5 separate regions of the Mus musculus genome follow, and regions 2, 3, 4 and 5 are each linked to region 1. Evidence: chromatin contacts called from public Hi-C and promoter capture Hi-C data. All regions are on one chromosome and are shown on one strand. The core of a region is the stretch at or near the end of the contact, and the rest is flanking DNA. Distances in the headings are between cores, read along the strand shown. Region 1 holds the start of Tgds (TDP-glucose 4,6-dehydratase). Region 2 holds the start of Ubac2 (ubiquitin associated domain containing 2). Region 3 holds the start of Gpc5 (glypican 5). Region 4 holds the start of Tmtc4 (transmembrane and tetratricopeptide repeat containing 4). Region 5 holds the start of Stk24 (serine/threonine kinase 24).

Region 1 (2,700 bases), core at 111-2,610:
TCTCAGCTTCCTGCTACCTACTCTCAGCAAAGTGTCTGTGGATTTAAAAGGCCCACTGCATGTTCTTGGGCAGTAACCAAGACTCTCTGACCCCTCCCCATGCAGGAGACACTACAAGGACAGAACTTCCTGTGGATCGCTCACGCATCCATCCACTCAACTCTTACAGAAGACCTTCACGATATGGCCCTGACCTTTCTTTCTGTGGGAGCTTAATGAACATCAGTCTACTCTCACACAGTTTATACTCTAGAAGAAGGGCAAGGCCATAAACAAGTAAACACAAGTACTCAATGTAATTTCAGGTAGTGCTGAGTGGATGGGTGGCCTAAGGTGTTCCCATAAGCACTCTGAAGGTGATATGCGGGTAAATTAACAGCCTATGCAACTGCCTCAAGTCGGGAAGCAGCACTAACCTCCTGTGCTCCGAGAAGCCTGAGAGGGTTGTGGGCGAGTACAGAAAAGCAAGAGACTAGGTTGGGAAGCAGGGCTCGAGCACCCGAGTCTTCTAGATCGGATAAAGACCCTGGACTTTCATTACAAGTCTCACAGAAACCATGACTGTAAAACTCTATGCAGCTGCATCTATCTCACTTAGGAACACACTCTACAAAGTGTAAAGAAAACGCGCGAGATCAACAGGAGAGGGATAGTAGCAGTGTTCTAAGGAAAAGGAGGCAGGGAACAGAAGTCAAATTAAGAATAAGCTTTGACACAAATAGAAAGGACAGTTTCACGGTAGGTGGGTGTGAGCCTCAAACAGGTTGGGAATAACAAAGGATTTGTAAACAGTTTCTAAAAAAGAGAAGACAAGACAAAGAGTCCCATTACGATCGATCCTCACATCGTGTAGAGGCGAGCTTTTGGAAAGGCCTTCATCTGCTGGCCGGAGCTTTGTCAGAGAGCGGGAAGAAAAGGGAATGAAACTGATGTGTGCTTCTCAGAAAAGTGACAGGTGGTAAACACCCCCGGGCAGGTAGGGGGTGGGACAGCAGCAAGGCACTCCTGAGTTCCCCTTTTTGTGGGGAAGGTGTTAAAGAAGTCGCATTTTCGAAGCAACCTCGTCTTGGCTGGCCAGAAAGTGAGGGAAACCGGATGGACATCCGGGCTGTGCATTGGGACCCTCCCCATAACGGATCTGCAAAGTCGTGGACCCGAAGTGCAAAAGACAAGGAGAACCGCAGGGCAAGGTTAGGATTTGTGGGGAGAAACTTCTCAGCCACCAGCACCGTTACCTACATGAAACCAGCACCCCCGGTCACCAGGACCCGCTTCGCGAAGCTGCCGGGAGGACCAGAACGCTCCTCCCGGCTCGCAGCGGACATCTTCAGCTCTGCAGAGCCAGCGCCGTAAAGCGCGGCGTCTGAAGAACCGAGGGAAGCAGCTTCACGACGCTTTACGACATGCCCCGCCCCCGACACGTTCAAAGGAAGTCGCAGAGGCTTCCGGGTTCTCCCAGACCCCAAAAGAGGGGCGGAGCCGGCAGTGGCACTGCGCAGGCGCGCACTCTCTAGCCCATAGTCACCAGCTAGGAGAAATTAGGGTCATTGGTACTAGGGTCTGGAATATTTTCTAAGCAAGTGTCACCAGCATGGATTACTACTATAGGTGCTTAGAAATTCGGAGTTATGAATCGATGCCTTCATTTTTGAACTTCAGCTATGCTCATAGACTAACACCCAGCTGAGCAGAATCCTCTAGAATGTATGCAGTATGGAAATGGAAAGTTGCATTGCAAAATTATGTTTCACTGTTGTAAATACTGTCACAAAAGGCGAAGGCCGCTTGCAATCATGATAAGTAAGTTTTGCAGAGTTCCCTGGAAGGTTTTACTCTCTTCTCTTGTCTGCTCACTGTGCCCCAATCCTGGTCCTTCTTGCTCTTATTTATATTACCAGGTGTTCTTCCCTGGTCTACCTGCCCTTTCCTCGGATGTCTGACTAGTGTTTACCTCCTTCAGTTCTCAGTTTGAGTGCCATCTTCCTATTAGAGTCATTCCTTGACTCTAACCATGCAGAACCATTTTTTTTTTTTTGTTTTCTTCTTATCATTCATCAACAAATTGGCCACTGATGTAATTTCTCACTGTCTCTGCTCCATGGAGGTAAGGCCATTCATTTCTCTGGGACCAGATCTATCACACACTCATCAACAAGTGGGCTTATCATATGATTGCTCACTGCTGTTTATATTATAGTCTGCTGCTTTCTATGAATTCGGAGGCTCTACCAAGTGGGAGTGATTAGAAGTCATATTAATTTTTTATGTACCGAGGCATCAAAAAAAAAAAAAAAAAGCCTGTCTTCAGTGAAAGAGAATAACATTACTGATCAAGAAGAAAGACATGAAGCCAGCAGGTGATAGCACACACCTCTAGTGCCAGCACCTGGGAGGCAGAAGCAGATGGATCTCTGAGTTCAAGGACAGCCTGGTCTACAGAGTGAGTTTCGGGACAGCCAGGTTACACAGAGAAACCCTGTCTCAAGCACACACACACACACACACACACACACACACACACACACACACGAGACAAAGGGAAAGTGCCTACAGTAATCAAAGCCCATGCTCTGCTTTTCCTTTAGAATCAACCTCACCCACGTTCTTGGTTTACCATTTACACAATTAAAGCTTTCAACAACTTAAACTTAGTAGGGTTTTATTTTATCAAACAATGAAAAACCTGGCAATGCTCTGAAA
Region 2 (2,700 bases), core at 102-2,601, 3.7 Mb after region 1:
TTCAACGGAATGAGGAATTTACTTCATTTCTTCCTCTCTAACCCTGATTAGATAATAACCTTTTATAGTTTATATTAGTTTACCATAAGTGGTTACTATCTATAATATATAGGACTTAAGTAGACAGGATTAAATTTCAAAACAGTAATTTAAGAGACATAATGTGACTTTGAAGCTTTCCTTAAATCTACACTATCCCCCTCGTTTCTATGTATTTAACCACTATAGGGCCATTTCTTAGATGAATCAGGCAAAAATGTCCAAATTCAACCATTCAGTTTTGACACCGGGTACTTTCCTAGGCAAACCATTTTAAGGAAGAATGCTTTTAATGCCTGGCTCAATACCCTGTGGGGATTCCCTGCGCACTTCTCTCTTTTTAGTTTGTTGTGATGTTTTGGATGAAGTATATGAAGAAAAGCTCACCCAGAGTAGGTCTGGAATTAGAAAAGCAAGCACTTAGATTAAATGGCATTTTTCCCTCCATAAAATGTCAAAGTTTAAATGGTGGCTTCTAGATTACTTGCAACTGGGGATCTGCCTTAACACGCACTTGGTCGTCCTGCAGTTCCAGTTGGTTTATCAGGCGCTGGTTAATTGGAAAACCTTACTACTCATGGATGAAAAAGAACGGGAAAGGAAAAATACACGTTTTAGCATTACTACAAAAATCGGCCGGGTCTTCTGAACACCCTTCAGTGCTCCCAGGGACCCCATAGTTTGAGAACCAGTCTTAAGTGGGCTACAGATTTTGTGGGAATCAGCTTCTGCGAAGATCATAAGGAAATAATTTTCCTGCGAAATAACTCAACTGGATGAACATACAGTCCCCCCCCCCCCCCCCAAGCCCTGGCTGTCCTGGAACTCACTCTCTAAGACCTGGCTGGCCTCGAACTCAACCTCCCAAGTGCTGGGATTAAAGGCGTGCGCCACCACTGCCCGGAACAGAAAGCTAAGTGTATTTTTAAAACTTTTTCTTCTACTAGCCGTCTTGTCCACCCTCACCCCAGCAACCCCAGGTGCTTGGTGGGTCACCGGAAGCAGACTGTTCACTGAGCGCCAAGGCCCACACGGAAGTACTGAGCATGCGTGGGACTCGCGGCCGTCTCGCCCAGTGAAAGGTCAGAGGTCTCGAGAAAGGCCTGGTGTTCTGTGGCGGAAGAACCGGCTCGCTCACGGCGCTTCACGCCGTAAGGTTCTGTACTGGGAATTCTGGCATGCGCCAAACCCGCCCCGAACTACCGGAAGCAGCTACCATCCGGCTCGCCCGCACCTACGCACTTCCTCTCTGGGAAGGAAGGGGCGGGCTCTGGCCGAGTGTGCACGCCCCACGGGCTGCGCATGCGCCTTCTTCCTGGCGGCTCCGGAGCGCCTCGCCGGGCCGACTTCGCTCGCTGGTTGACAGTGCGCCTGCGCGGTCGCTGGGGGCTCTCCACCTCTGCCTCCCCTCCCCCTGACGCCCCGCGGGGGCTCCGGGCCCGGCGGGACCATGTTCACCAGCACCGGCTCCAGTGGGCTTTGTGAGTACCGGTTCCCTCATCCTTGGGCCGCCCTTCGCTCCATTCCGAGCTCTTCCCGGACCCGGCTCGGGGCAGCGGGGGACTCGGGGTTGCAGGAGGCTGGGGGCCCCTTGCCTCCCGCGCCCGAGCCTTGTCAGTTCTTGCTCTTAGGGGGCAGCGGGCGCCGCACCCACCATAGCCCCGAGGGCCGAGGGGGTGCCACGTCCATTCCGCTCCCGGCGTCTCCCACAAGGTGCGCAGCAGCTCCTGCCCTGCTGCAGGTGGGCTGGGCAGTTAGGGTCCAGCCGGGTGCCCCGCTCATCTCGTGGCCCGGGCCCACGCACGCACTTGGCGACTCGAGTGCGGGGCTGGAAGATGTTCCCGTGGGGGCGACGCTGGAACCCTGCTCGGTTCCCTCTCCCCCTTCATTCATACAGGCTTCTTTGGGACCCACCTGATTCCTGGAACGTGTGAATTTCATCCTCCGCTCCAGAATCTGCCCCCTCAATATTAACTTCCACGTACATCTTACCCGTTGTCCTTGAAGAGTTTTTGCGAGCTGAAAAAGTGAGCGCTTTTCAGTGAAGTTAGGAAGTCACTTGGCAAGAGAATGCAAGCTTTGCTTCTGGATGCCGCTGCACTCTCCAGGAGTGTCTGCGGTGGTCAGCAGGTAGAGGGCGGAGAAGTTTATTCAACCTCCAGGCACCCCCCCCCCCCACGACATTATGTTGAGTTGACTTTAGAGAGTGGACTCTTAACTAAACAGTGTTGAGATTAGGCATTGATACACTAACAGCAAACTGTTTGAACAAGCCGCAGTTCGCAGTTTCTTTCTCTGTCGGTATTTCCCATCTCTGCGTGTGAAGTTAATGTTGCTAGAGCACAGAAGTGCCTGGCATCTCCAGATGGTACATTCTGTTGTGAACGTCATGAGCCTTTCAAAGAACACTCCTGTTACATAGTCTGAGAGCTGACTGTCAGAGCCAGCGACATAATTTAAAGTCGTCCTCACCTCTCACCGTAATCTCAGGCTTTGAAGTAGGTTTAATGTTGTTTATGATCTCCATATTTAGTACCTAATTTAAGTTATGGAAACGTTGACGTATTGGCCCCAGAATCCATCAGAACTACTAGTGAGTTGGTCTTCAAACTACTGTTTGGATGAATAAGGTAGTGTGGCTTTCCTAGGGTTACACTATGT
Region 3 (2,700 bases), core at 43-2,542, 3.0 Mb before region 1:
TGGAATACTGCTTAGCACTTAAGGATTTTATAGATGAGCGTGGCTGCTCTTGTTTATTCCTATGGATATAGCTGACCTCCAAGAAGCCTTTCTTGATGGTGCATCAGAGCTGAAGAGTCATGAATGTTCCTTTATTTTTCTAGGATACATATGTAAAACCTTGCTTGAAGGCCTAGAATTTAAAGTGTCTAATGATTTCTATTCTTGCTTACTAAGAAAACTTCTAAGAAAATAATTTGTAGTATTCGGGGAATGATGTCAAAAGCCAAGTGGGTAATATTTCACTCTGAAACAGCATCCCAGCCATGGCAAGATCTCTTTCTGAAAGTGCTGCCTTTGATATCAAATGGCCATTAGAAAACCCCAGGACACTTAGCTAAGACTGGAAATTATTCATCTCGAGTCTTGGCAAGGGTGCAGCTTAAGATGAAATTCTCTTAAAGTGGTTAAGATATTTAGAGTCCCTTCTGCTAATGCTGTTAAAGAGCTTCTTGGTGCTGAGAAGTACTCTCTTCAGGTGGCTATGACCCGGATCATGTCACTCATTTAGGCTTAACTGCAGGCTGCCTTTTGCTTCCTGGTTTCTCATGCCTAACTTGACAAACTTTCCTTTTCAGCTTGTAATTGCCCAGTATTTTCGTTTCTCCTATTTTCCTGGGGAGAAGCTCCCTCGAGCACTTTTGTCTTAGTTACTCTCTGAGAAATATTAAAAACAAATTGTCAAAGGTGTCAAAGCTCAGAAAGGTATAAGACCAACGTGAACTATGATGTTAGAATAAACTGAACTTCAGCGAGATATAAAGAATGTGATAACTTCCCATTGAGACTCTGAGCTCTAAATTCTTTCAGAAGAATCATGTTACAGAAAAATCCTCCTAGCACTAAAAGCATAAAACGCTTAACATTAAAAAAAATAAAAGCATAAAGAATTTGAAACGTAAGTGCTACTAGGTCGCTCAAAACCCTGCTTTTGCCATTCGCACTTGCCAAGGTCCAGTTCATGAAATTTGGATACAGATTCCTATGCATAGAGGACCTTGATTTGTAGAGAAATGTTTCATCTTATTTCCAACTCATGTTTCTTATCTCCTGCCTTCTCTGATCCTCTTTATACATACTTTCGTTTCAGCGGTTGAATGCTTTCCGAAATCAACCCGGAGGAAGAAGGCTAGTTTCCTTCCATTAATTTGACTCTTCTGTGAGGTCGCAAGCCCGGCGCTTGCTGTGCTCCGCAGGATCTGGGCTTGGGCGGAGCCGGCGGACTGCTGGGGGTGTGGCTAGGGGCGTGGCCTGTTCGCGGGGTTGGCGAACCGGGCTCTGGAGCTCCGCAGGCTGGCACAGCCTAGGTTAGTGGCTGCGAGCTGAGCCTTAGGCGGCTGCAGCGATACCGGCCAGTGCCGGATGCTTGCCGTGTCTCGCTTCTCCCCGGCTCGTGTTCGGCTTGCGCAGCGCCCACCCGCCCTGGTCCGGGAGGGACCCGGGCGATGCTAAGCATGAGAAGTGCAGCGTCTCAGCCTCAGGGCTTCAGGGGAGAAAGCGGAGCTCTTGCAGGTGAAGCCGCGGTCCCTTCGCGGTCTTCCCGTGGCCGCCTGCGCATCGAACCCTTGCCAGATTCCGCCACGCATCTTCCTCCCGCGCTGCCGATGCTGGGTGCTCTGGAGAGTGAGGACCACAGCGGGGAGGGCGCGACCCGAACACCGAGGATGGATGCCCGCACCTGGCGTCTGGGCTGGCGCTGTCTCCTTCTCCTGGCTCTCCTTGGATCTACCCGAAGCGAGGGCGTGGAGAGCTGCGAAGAAGTTCGGAAACTTTTCCAGTGGCGGCTTGGGGGAGCTGTCAAAGGGCTGCCGGAGGCGCCGCGGGCAGGTAAGAGCCGCTGGTTGGCTCCGCACTGTGCGGGGCTCCAGCCGGGGACCTCTTGGGCTTGCGACCACGGTCTCTGGGGCATCCATCCATTCAGAGATGGTCCTTGGTGAGACGACGACCTTTCGGGTTCTCCGGCCCCAGTAGGTGAACCGGGGTGAGGCCTGTGGGAATGCTTGGTGTGCTCACGAGAGTAGGGCAGCTTCAAGGTGGGCTCCTTAACTGTATCTGGGGTTCCTTGGAGCTCTGAAGCATTTTTTTTCATGCCGGTGCCCTCTTGCTCTCCAGGGAGGTGCTTGAAGAACTAATCAAGGGTGGTTTGTTACTGCTCCAGGATCTATTTGTTCCCACAGGAAACATCACCAGGGGTCCTGGTTTTACTCTCACAACCTCAGAGGGATTGTGTTGGTTGCCGCAAGTTTGATGGTAAACTAACAAACCTTCTTATATCCTTGTGCTGACCAAGGTGCCAATGCTGTTTTTAATGAGCGCTCGACCCAGTTCACTCAGAGACGACCTTTAGTTGCCCCTCTGCACCTTGGCACCAAGCCTTCCTACAGAAATCCGAGTCTCTTAGTGTGTCCCAGCCCCACAAAGTAGTTTCGAGCTTGCAAAGCGATAGGGCAACAGGCAATCAAGCTCTGCGTTTGGGGGCACCAGGAAACTCACAGTCTATACAATTAATATGGCAGCTAGAGACCATGCGTACTATAAGACCCCTTTGCCTGCATTCATCTCCTGTGCTCTAGCCTACACTCAAATTCTTAGCTGCTGGTGGGAGAACAAGTACACGTTCTATCCAGAAGAGAAGATCTTGTGCTAGGGAGCCAATAGAGT
Region 4 (2,700 bases), core at 163-2,662, 4.9 Mb after region 1:
TGACCCAACCTAATTGATTCACCCCGGGAAAACGGGGAACCGGCTGCAGCCACCTAACTGGAGACTCTTCCACAGGCATGGAGAGCCTCTTGTCCTTTACATTAAGGGCAATGCATCCAGGGCCAGTTGCCCTTCAGGATGGAGGGCAACCTTGCCTCTAGAAATCAGATTAAATAATGTGATAGTTTCTGACCACCCGTATCTGGCACGATGCAGAGAGAGCTAGCACACATTGTGCTAGAGGCAAAGGAGCCAGCCATCCTCTGTAGTGATGGGCCAAAAGCAGAGTAAGGTGAATCCTGTTGTGACCCATCTTCCTAATTCAAGAAGTGGCTGCCCATCTGAGGTTTCACATTCAGAATTTCTGCCTCAGAAAGTTTCCACTTTGCTAGCATGTAACCATTTTCCCACCCAGGTGGGCGAGCATACCTCACTTTGCCCCAGTTCCACCTATAGTGCACAGCTTTCGGGGGATGCAGGTACAAGGGGCAAAAATGGTTCCAGTCAATCCTTACTATAATTCTCCCCATCCATCTGTTCACGGGGAGAGAGCAAAGTGTGGATGATTCAGTGGAGATATCTGTCCTCTAACTCCTCCTTTCTTTTGTGTGTAGTTATAAAAAGAAAGAAAACACAAACAGCCCACAGTCACAACATCAACAACCCAGACTCCCCGTGGAGTTCGCAGGAGGTGAGGCGGTTGCTACACCACCTGCTTGGCTCCCCCAACTCCTGGCAGCCGTTCCAGGCTCCCAGGCCAGTGGTACCAGCTTTGCTCCACAGTTGAGCGTAGAGTAACTGGCACTCCTGGCTCTGCTGGGTGGCTCTCCGTGTAACCCTGGGCGGGCGGCCAAGCTACCCGGCTGTGTCCAGCCGTCGCCCGTGCCTTGGCCAGCTGGCGACCAGGCGCGGGGACCCCGCGGCCAGGTGGCCGCTGCACCCGGTGGACTCCCGGGTTACAAAGCTGTTGCACGGCTGGGTCAGACAGTAGCAGGCAAGGGTCTGGCTCGGCGACCTCGGCCGTAGCAGGGCAGTGCCGGAGCTTGAGCTCGGGGCGCGCACCCTTACCGCGCGCTCTTTGTCCGGGGTGCGGCTTCTACCCAGGCGCAGACCGCCCGGGGCGGCGTCCGCGGGAGGCAGCTCGAGTGTCGGAGCTAACTCTAGTAGAGGTGCAGAGCTCGGGCGCCGCCCCCGGGCCCCAGCGCAGGGCTGGCGGCTCAGCTGAGAGCCCGGGAGCCCGCGCCCAACTCCGAGCGCCCTGCAGCTGCGCTCGGCCCTCAGCGGGCCGCCCCGCGCTTTACCTGCAAGGAGCACGAGCCGCGATCTCATCTCCCCTCCCGCGTGCTTAAACTCCGGCGGCTCCCCAGCCCGCCGCCGCCAGGGGAGGGGCTGCCCTCCCACTCCCACCCCGCCGCGTCCCGCCCCCCGCCGCGCCGCTTCCCACTCGCGGCTGCCCGCTCCCGTCTAGTCCCGCCTCCCGCCGCGGGACCATCGGTTGCCCTTTCCATCACTCACGCTCTCCTCTTCCGCTTATTGGTCCGTGTCGGAGTGACGTCGGAACAGAGCGCTCGCCACGAAGGAGGCGCAGGGGCAGACAGGCTTTGCTGGGAAGAGAAAGCGCAGCTGGGACGCGAAGCAGCAGCGGCGGTTCCCGGGCCTGGCCGCTGTTCCCTGCGGATCCGTGCGTTCTAAGCCTATTCCTGGCTTGTCTCGCACGTTCCGCCGAGGGCTGTGGAATCCCTGCAGAAAATCTCAACTCCACGCTTCTTTCTGTCTGAAGTTGTTGAAGAAATGTCCCCACTTTCTCCCTTTGAAACGGGAAGTGACTTCCTCCTCCTAAGGCCGTGCAACCTCAGGACTGCGCCTCCTTTGGAGCAGTGCCATACAGTCACGACCACTAGGTGCTACACCTCCCTCCTGATGGGAAGGTCACCCACTCAGTTTCCACTCCTAGTACTTATTTGTGCTGCCACCTTCAAGAGAAAAAACCTTTGTACTTTCCACTACCAGACTTACAGACCTCAAACCTCAATGACCTCCGACCCTCCTCAAAGCATCAGTCTCTGATCTGTCTCCCTCTTTGGAGTGGAGTCCGCATCCTCAGCACCAAGTGACTTCCAAGCTTTCCTCTGCTCTATGTGTCACCCTGCCTTTCGCTGCCCTTCATCGCTGAAGCAGAGTGCTTCTCCCCTCCCCCACCCCCACCTCCACCCCCAACCACAGCTGTTTCCAACTTCATTCATTTGGCTTTCATTCAGGGAAACTGCATTTGCCAGTCACCTCTGCTGTCTTCTGCCCTTACTAAGGCCAGAGGACATTTTGCTTCCCAATGCTACCTCATCTCACAATTTCCTCCTCCTTAAAATGCCCTCTTCTTTATGCCTATTGCCTTTTCTCTCTCCTGTCCCCCTCCCCCACCCCACCCCCAAGTCTATTTGACTGGCTTGCCTGCCCTGAATGATCGCTAAGAGTTTTAAAAGCCTCATCCTTTTCTCCTACTCCACAAATTTCCCTGTATGATTTAATCTGCTGCCAACACTCCAATCAATACATTTCAGATTTACACTTCTTTTCCTTGCTTTCTCGGAGTTCAAACCTATTTATCTAGTTCCCCACTTAGCTTCTCCCCTTGTATATGCCACCACATCTCAAATAGTAAGACATCCGTCATGCTTTCTCTGCCTTCCTTCTGGTGGTCTG
Region 5 (2,700 bases), core at 4-2,503, 3.2 Mb after region 1:
TCTTCCGTTCACTTCCTTGGGAAAGCAAAACTTTGACTGGTCTTGCTATCTTAATCGCAATCATTATGTCTGTATTTATTATATACGCTCACAAACTTTACAAGTTTGAACAGACAAGTGATTGTTTTTCAAAGTGCAGAAAACCATCCTCAATAGCAAAAAAAAAGTTCGTGCATCCATATAAACTTGAAATTCAACTCCGTCCCCTCACCGCCCCCTTCCCCTCCGAAGAAAAAGTCACTGGCAGGCTAAGAAGATACAAAGTGTGCACCAAGAAGCCCGCTAGCACACAGTTCCTCTGGATGCCAACCGGTCTCAAAGTGAAAGTCCAGCAGCGGAGTCCTGGCACCCGAGGGATGAACCTGGGCTCTGCACACCAGGGCGCTCGCGGAGGTGTGGGTTCCGCCTCCCGAGTTTGCAACCTCGCACTTTCCGCACCAGAACTACAGGCTCCGATGCGAGGTTACATCTTCCTGCACCCCGCCCTGCGGCCCGCCCGGACTGTGACCAGCCGGGGCGCGCTCCCGCCCTGCGCTCGGGTCTCCCGCTTGAGGGGTCTGGGGAGGGACTTTTGCTAACTGAGGACGGACCCCAGAGTGCCGCTATCCCTGTCCCAGGCCCACATAGGGCCCAGGCACCAAAGCGGGGCCTCCAAGGACACTAGTTCAGACTCCTGCCCGGGATGGGCGCTCGGCCTGCGCGTCGGACTTGGGGAGCGCAAAGCTCCTGCACCCCACCTCGGCCCCAGGCCGCAGACCCCAAAGCCCCTCCACGTGCATACACCCGAGATCCCCGCCGCCCGAGTCGGCGAAGATCCCGGAGAAGCGGGCCCGGCTGGTTGGGGGGAGGGGGGGCGTGTTGACACCGCCAAGTTGCCCGCTTCCGCCCTGGCCGCAGCCCGACCGGGCCACCCCAACCTACCTGCATGCCCGGCAGGCCCGACTGCACCGGGGAGTGGGCCATGGCGCTCGGCGCCGCCACTTCCTGGCCCGGGACGCGCGGAGCCGCGCGGCGAGCAGGCCCGGGGCCGCGCGCAGCCCTCGGGTGGCGGGGCGGGCTCTGGAGCCCGAGGCCACCGCACCCCGGGGACGGTCTCAACGAAGGTTGGCGGGCCGCGGCCCCATACACTGAGCCTGGGGCGGGCAGTGGGGGGCGCGGGGGACGTCTCGAGACTGCGGCTGCTTCTCCAGGGATCCCGTCGCTGCGCCGCCGCGGTGCTCAGGTCGAGCCGGGCGGCCTGGGCCCGCGAGCGCTGGCCGCCTGGAGCCGAGTGGGCGCGCACAGTCCGCCGCGCCCCGCCCCGGCCCGGCCCCCGCGCCCGCCCCCGCGGCCCGGCCGGGGACCCCGCCCCGCGCTTCCGGGAGGGGGAGGGGGAGGGGAGGAGCCGCCGGGCGCCCTAGGCCGCAGTCGCGCCTCCCTGCGGGCGCGCAGGCGGGGTCCCCGGGGCCCGGCGGGCAGGCGGGCGCTCTCGGGTGCTGTGCGCCGGGGTCCTTCGGAACCGCGGGGTGGGCCTCGCGCGCGGAAGAGAGCTGAGTTTGGGGGAGCGAAGAGCACCGCCCACTCCTACCCTTCCCTCTCCACCCGCCCTGGCCCTCCAGAGGCCAGAGTCTGCACTCGGGGTGTCCCCAGAGGGGCCTAGCCTGGGGCCTATTCCAAAAGCCCCGGCCGGAGCGTCCTCACTGTACGAAGTTTCCAGCCAGATCAAGGAAGAAACCCCAAGGGTAGAGAGGGCGGTTTGTGTGCACTGCCTTGGGTACTGAACTCAGCCTCGCCTGGGCCGCCGGCTGTGGAAACTTAGCTGGACAGAGGAAGGGCTGGGCCCCGCCATCTCTGCGCTGCGCACAAGAAGGGAAAAGTGGGGTGCGGAGGGGTGCTGGAGGAAGGGAAGACAATAGAAGGAAACCGCGTCCCGACTCTTACCCAGCCCTCCCCTCGCTTCACTGCTCCTAAGGCCGTAGGCCCTCTCTGGGCACCAGCTCTGCCCTCCTCCTAAGCTGCCGCTTCTGCAGCAAACAAGGAAGGATGGAGTGAATCCATGCGGTTCCAGGAAGTACTTTATTTACAAGTGGCAAATAGGAAGTGGTCTAAGAGTCAGAATCGCTGTGTCTCTCGCCATAGGGACCCTGAGGCCTCATTCAGGAGTGCCCGCTTTGCCCCACAGCTGTGCAAGGTTAACCATACAAAATGAGTCCCCAAGAGTTCAGAAATAGAGGACGCATAAATCCTCGACTAAGGTAGAGAAGAGATTATTCTCTGAGGTGTCCTTGTATTCCAAGAACACAGGCTCCCTCTGGGTCCTGCATCAGAAGTTAAAGTAAGCCGAATACCCTTTGGAAACCTAGCCTAGGAGACCTCCAGGATGCTAAGATGTATTAGAAGGCTTGCATGATTACTCCTGGTCACCTGACTGAGATGCGTTGCCACTTCTAAAGAGTAAACTGAAAACATTAAAAGTATGAACCCATATAACCAAGAGTTTATGTGTTCCCTAAGCAGAAGAAACCTAAAAAGAAAAGAAAAAAAAATGGAGTACTTAATGAATACAAGGGAAAATGATCAAGACCATGAATCTTGAAAAGGCATATATTATTCAACCTCAAATTCTACCTAGAATAACATGAAAGAATGACCAGAAATACAGGAGTCTCTACCAAGAGGCAGCGACTTTCAGCCTTGGAAATGTCTGATTACATAAAGAGT

What was found. Promoter capture Hi-C pulls out the DNA fragments that hold promoters and counts their contacts. A called contact is a pair of places that touch in the nucleus more often than the background predicts.
Region 2: a contact with region 1 is called in a Hi-C map of muscle stem cells, with 5 times the contacts expected there. The contact joins the promoter of Ubac2 here to the promoter of Tgds in region 1. A contact is called at or near these places in 2 of 39 promoter capture datasets (liver and pre-B cells) and 1 of 484 Hi-C or Micro-C datasets (muscle stem cells).
Region 3: a contact with region 1 is called in a promoter capture Hi-C map of pre-B cells. The contact joins the promoter of Gpc5 here to the promoter of Tgds in region 1. A contact is called at or near these places in 2 of 39 promoter capture datasets (cranial neural crest and pre-B cells).
Region 4: a contact with region 1 is called in a promoter capture Hi-C map of pre-B cells, with 5 times the contacts expected there. The contact joins the promoter of Tmtc4 here to the promoter of Tgds in region 1. A contact is called at or near these places in 2 of 39 promoter capture datasets (liver and pre-B cells).
Region 5: a contact with region 1 is called in a promoter capture Hi-C map of pre-B cells. The contact joins the promoter of Stk24 here to the promoter of Tgds in region 1. A contact is called at or near these places in 2 of 39 promoter capture datasets (liver and pre-B cells).

What each region holds. Positions count from the first base shown.
Region 1 is chr14:118,131,405-118,134,104 of GRCm38.p6, forward strand. Tgds (TDP-glucose 4,6-dehydratase) reads right to left here and starts at 1,361. Exons shown (of 12, transcript NM_029578.3): 1 at 1,240-1,361. The coding sequence starts at 1,325.
Region 2 is chr14:121,877,255-121,879,954 of GRCm38.p6, forward strand. Ubac2 (ubiquitin associated domain containing 2) reads left to right here and starts at 1,352. Exons shown (of 9, transcript NM_026861.2): 1 at 1,352-1,520. The coding sequence starts at 1,490. It overlaps 1810041H14Rik (RIKEN cDNA 1810041H14 gene), which reads right to left and starts at 2,154. Exons shown (of 2, transcript NR_130999.1): 1 at 1,954-2,154.
Region 3 is chr14:115,090,923-115,093,622 of GRCm38.p6, forward strand. Gpc5 (glypican 5) reads left to right here and starts at 1,293. Exons shown (of 8, transcript NM_175500.4): 1 at 1,293-1,866. The coding sequence starts at 1,704.
Region 4 is chr14:122,981,871-122,984,570 of GRCm38.p6, forward strand. It overlaps Tmtc4 (transmembrane and tetratricopeptide repeat containing 4), which reads right to left and starts at 1,413. Exons shown (of 18, transcript NM_028651.3): 1 at 1,302-1,413.
Region 5 is chr14:121,377,977-121,380,676 of GRCm38.p6, forward strand. It overlaps Stk24 (serine/threonine kinase 24), which reads right to left and starts at 1,254. Exons shown (of 11, transcript NM_145465.2): 1 at 922-1,254. The coding sequence starts at 963.